Regions from separate parts of the Callithrix jacchus genome. Here region 2 is linked to region 1. The links are chromatin contacts, called in public Hi-C maps. All regions are on one chromosome and are shown on one strand. Each heading gives the region's core, a stretch centred on a gene start, on an enhancer-like site or on the middle of the called end of the contact. The rest is flanking DNA. Distances are from core to core; before and after follow the strand shown. Region 1 overlaps RNASE4 (ribonuclease A family member 4). Region 2 has its middle 10 kb from the start of RNASE1.

The links. A called contact is a pair of places that touch in the nucleus more often than the background predicts.
Region 2: a Hi-C map of induced pluripotent stem cells shows a contact between it and region 1, with 4 times the contacts expected there. The contact joins two enhancer-like sites. A contact is called at or near these places in 3 of 3 Hi-C or Micro-C datasets (induced pluripotent stem cells and skeletal muscle).

What each region holds. Positions count from the first base shown.
Region 1 is chr8:55,360,278-55,362,867 of calJac240_pri, forward strand. The region is part of intron 1 of RNASE4 (ribonuclease A family member 4); the gene reads left to right. Among named protein-coding and RNA genes, the nearest start is that of RNASE4, 16 kb to the left of the region's middle. Within about 2 kb of position 1,299, at least 3 of the 16 cell types and tissues checked have an H3K27ac peak or open chromatin away from gene starts, as enhancers often do.
Region 2 is chr8:55,423,192-55,425,781 of calJac240_pri, forward strand. No RefSeq gene overlaps it. Among named protein-coding and RNA genes, the nearest start is that of RNASE1, 10 kb to the left of the region's middle. Within about 2 kb of position 1,305, at least 5 of the 16 cell types and tissues checked have an H3K27ac peak or open chromatin away from gene starts, as enhancers often do.

The sequences.
Region 1 (2,590 bases), core at 49-2,548:
CAGGGAAGTGTGATGTTTTGGGGAAGTTATGAAAAGATTCTGGCTGGGCACGGTGGCTCACGCCTGTAATCCCAGCACTTTGGGAGGCCCAGGCAGGCAGATTGCCTGAGGTCAGGAGTTCGAGACCAGCCTGGCCAACATGGTGAAACCCTGTCTCTACTAAAAATACAAAAATTAGCCGGTGTGATGACAAGCACCTGTAATCCCAGCCACTCAGGAGGCGGAGGCAGGAGAATTGCTTGAACCCAGGAGGTAGAGGATTCAATGAGCCAAGATCATGCCATTGCACTTCAGTCTGGAGGACAAGAGCAAGACTTTGTATCAAAAAAAAGAGAGAGAGAGATGGAGAGTATTATGGCCAATAATGAAACCCCATCTCTACTAAAAATACAAAAATTAGTTGGATGTGGTGGTGTGTGCCTGTAGTCTTGCTACTCAGGAGGCTGAGGCAGGAGAATCACTTGAACCTGGGAGGCAGAGGTTGCAGTGAGCCAAGATCACACCCAGCCTGGTGACAGACGGAGACTTCATCTCAAAAAAACAATTCCAAGTTTACCCCTTATTCTCCTTCAAGATTTATTTTTAAGTAAACATAACTTAACACTCTCATTGTAAAACACACTGTTCAATCAGTGGTTAGCTTCCTGTTACCTAATTTCTGTCAATAAGTGCCTGGATATTTTATTTAGAAAGTGGTTGCCAATAAATTAGTTATAAATCACCAGTTTCACTGCCTTGTGAACACATAATTATTGTGATCTCATTATTCCCTGTGGTGGCCTCTCCTGCTCCCAATATTGCCCTGAAATGGGCCAAAAGCCCTGGCTTCCCAGGACTCAGGTTATAGAGCACGGTCCAGGTACCACCTCGGAAAGCCCAGCCTCACTGCAGGTATTTACACTTAGAAATGGGTTTGAGAAGTAGGTTGCTGGTGTGTTCTCAGCACGGGGATCTCTCTGGATTAGTCTATTTCAAAATGGAAAACACTGTCATTTCCTAAGAAAATAGAAAAAAGTATTCCAAACATCTCTTATTAGAAAATTACCATATTACAAAATCTCAAAAGCCTCTCAGAAAATGAGGAAGTCACAGTTTTTGGCAAACTATGTGGGCCCTTTTCTCGAATTTTCCAACCAGTACTAGCTCCTTGAGGTGAGACAAAGTTACTCAAGATCATTGCCCCCACTCAAGGCCTTCACAGGACAAGTCAAAGGCATGGACCATTATTATACTGATCACACCATAAGCTGCGAAAACTCACATCTTCTCCAAATGTCTGCCTGGAGCATTGTCACTGCATAGTCTGCTCTGGTGTTAAGGGAAATGGCTGCTTCATAGGAAATCACATGGCAGTGGGATGGGGGTGTTTCCTGACCTGCTGATGGTCCTGGCAGCTGGGTAAGCATTCCTAGTCCCTTTTGGTCTGGGCTTCTTGTTCTATCATAACCACAAGCTGTTTAAAATAAAATATCAAGTCACAGGCAGGTCATTTTATTGTAAGTAAATCATTTGAAGAATTGAAGTCCTGGTCAGCTGTGATTGTTGGCTTTGCAAGGAAAGAGAAGGAGAGCTCCAAAATGCCAAGTCCTTTGAAGGATAGTGACATGCAAGGAAGAAAATTCTATGCAATTTGGAGAGGAAAAAAGTCTCTAGGGATCTAGCAGCTGAGATATTTTATAGTTTAAAAACAGACTTCCAATTTATTGGGAACACAGCTCTACGAAATAAAAGGGGGTCAATAATATATACAACTCAGTGTAGCCATTCATTATTTTATCCAGATTGACAGAAGCAGAGGGAATCAAGAAAAATGGAAATAGTAATAAATTAATACAGTAATTGCCAACATTTGCTGAGCATGTGCCCTGTGCTCGGCCTTTTTATAGGACTTTACATTGACTTTCCCATTTATTCTTCATAGCATCCCTAAGAGGTGGGTATTATATGTCATTTTACTGATGATGAGATATGCTGAGAGAGATTAAGCAATTTTCTCATGGTCACAGCCTCAGTGTTTTAGACCACAATGTCAAAAGATGTTCTTATTGTGAGTCAGGGTGGTGCACTGGAGAAAGCATTTGGGGAAAATCCTGATCCAAAAGTATGTGTTGGGATGATGTGGAGATGATTCAATTTTCTCTTGTAGCTAGAGCTTTGCCATGCACCCCTTGGTATCTACATTGGCCTGCTGTCCTCAAATATTTTTCTATGTCTTGTTTACTTGGTTACTGTAGAAAAGCTGACATCCTGGGTTTGTTCTTGCATGAATAGGTAAGGTTTTCTCTGTAGCCACTTATCTTGCTAAACCATATTCTTGGTCACAAAGAATGAGGATAAGAGAAAGTAGATAAAACCATATAAACTGGAGGTGCCAATGGAAAAATAACCCAAAATATATTGATCTGCTGAAGCTATAATCCAAGTGCTAAGTATACCTTCAGAAGTTGTATGCATTGTTCTTGGGGCAAAGAGGAAATCAGTAAAACATCTGCCCTTCCTCCCACAACCTCTTTACTTCTTTCTCTTCCTAACACCATATCTCACATCTACAGCTGTAGGAACGCGAATATGACACAGAGCTTTATATCTC
Region 2 (2,590 bases), core at 55-2,554, 63 kb after region 1:
CTGAAGCAGGTAGATTGCTGGTGACGAGGAGTTCGAGACCAGCCTGGCCAACACAGGGAGACCTTGTCCCTACTAAAAATTTTAAAAATTAGCCAGGCATGGTGGCTTGCACGTGGACCAGCCTGCGCACTGTAGGAGAAACCTTGTCTCTCCCAAAAAACAAAACAAAACAAAAATTAAATTACCTGGGTGCGATGGTACATGCCTGTAGCCCCAACTACTCAGGAGACTGAGGTGGCAGGATGGCTTGAGCCCAAGAGGGTGAAACTGCAGTGAGCCATGATCAAACCACTGCATTCCAGCCTGGGTGACAGAGTGAGACCTTGTCTCAAAAACAAAAACAAAAAAACAAAAATCCATCCTATTCCAAGTCAACATGTATCTATATTACTCTGAATGGCTCTACAGTATTTCATGTTATGGATATATCATAATTCATAAAATAAATTCTGTATTTGGGGACATTTATAAGATTTACAACTTTTTACATGTACACTGTCTTCAATAAAAACTCATATATTTGCATTTATACTCTTGAGTCATAGGGCAGATTCCCTCTGAAAATAAACCCTGAGATTAAAATGTTCATTTAAGATGTTTACTGGGGAGAAATCTTGGAGCAATACCTGCAGAGGGAGTGAAGGAAGCATAATTGGATGGGGGAGGTAGAACTTTCATGCAGTCACAACAAAGGTCTTGGCCAATCCCATAGGAATGCTAGCTTTCTCTAGAACTAGATTGACCTTCAGAATTAAGGTAAAGGGACCAAGCCTTTATATCCCCTCACCATTTATTAGATGTGGACTGCCCCTGGGGAAGAGGCTTTACTTTTAGCAGGATGGTTCTCTGCCACTGTTACAGTCTCACCAATGCACCACAATGTAGCAGTCTCTTGTTGCCCAAGGTAAAAACACTAAAACCTTTCTCACTAAAACCTTTCCCAATTCTCCCCCACCCTATTCAGACAAACTTTTGCTTCTAGATAATCAAAAAGAACAACAAATTCAAGCCACATTAAATACATTTGAAGAAGGAAGTGTATACATTCAAGAGGGGGAAAATTATTAAAACAAGTAGTTTGGACAGTTCCTCTCCAAAGAGTTTCACTTTGTTACAAACAAGGTGTTCTTCTCCAACAGGTTTTTACTTCCTTGTTCCATCTGTCCTCAAGTCTTATTTCCCTGTTCTTTGCCTAAATTAATCTTGCTTGCCAATCTATCAGCCTCTCCCACCCTGCTATGCTCAGGCATGCCTACCAAGAAATCACCCCCTCTCAGCTATAAGAGCTTTTCCTGCTGTAACAGCTTTTTCCCACCAAAACTAATCTTCCCAGCTTCCCACAGATATAACCCGTATTCCTGCAGTTTTCAAGTTATCCAATCGGGTTCAGCTTAGATTGTGCAGTCTTGTCATTAACACATTCTATTAAAAGCTGACAAATCCACTCCTCATTGGACCTGAATTTTGGCCAGAAAATTGAGGGTTTGAGGATAGGCTCTCAAGTCCAAATAAAACAACAATATTTTATCATTTGCTGATTCTTTTATATTTATTATCTTTCCAATATTTTAACATAAGTTCCAGAAGAGTAACAGGAGGAATTTTATCATCTGATTGGCTCTTTATCTTCCCTGTCTTACTTGAAACATTTCCCATCTTGAAGGTTTGGGGTGGTGCCCAACTAGGATGGGCCTTTTCCGTGGAGTTTTCAACCCCCCTTACTGGAGGTTTCTAACACTCCTGGTTGCAGGGTTGGGGTGGGAGCTCAACTTCTTCTATTAGAAGTTTCTTGCCCTGCCTTCCCTTGGAGGCTTGCCTAGTCTCAGCCTCTCCTATCAGAAGTTTCTTGCCTTCTCTTTCCCTGGGGGTTTTGTTAAAGCTCAACCTCTCCTATTAGGTCTCTTGCCTTTCCTTCTCTGGAGGTTTAACCCCACCTGATGGAGGCTTCTTGCACAGCTCTCTCTTCACTTCCTCTGCTCTGGCCACTTCCCTCAAGGGACTGCTTCAGACTGCTTCGAGGAGCCGTATGAGGTGACCATGGAACCACAAAATGGACTCACTCACTCACTCCACATGCACTTTCAACCTCCAGAATCTTCCCCCCTCAACCTCCCAACCACCAAGGAAATACTTTGCCACTCCTCTGACACTTCTTACCTTGGTCTGTGCACAGAGTTACCTGGTCACTATGGTGTTAAAAGCCTTTTCTCCCCTGTTGCTGAGAGTCCAGGTTAATTCATCACACAGGGTGAGTCTCGATTCCTTTCCCCTGAGGTCACCACAATGAGGCAGCAGGATGCATCTCCTCATGAGAGGTGATCAGAGACTCTTTTCCCAGGGGGAGAATGAAGTCCCCATATGGGCCACCAAATTCGTTGGGAACAAATGCTCGGTGCTGCAAAGAAGAATCAGCAGTGAGACAAAGGATCTCTCAGCAAGGCAAATTTACTTTCTGCAGAAAGAGTGCTACTCGCAGATGGAGTGATGGCAAGCACACATAGAACAAAGGAGAGCAAGAGTTTTTATTATCTCTTAATGCAGCTTGAACCTGTTACTGTGTCCTGCCTCCTTTAGCTGGAGTTGGACTGCA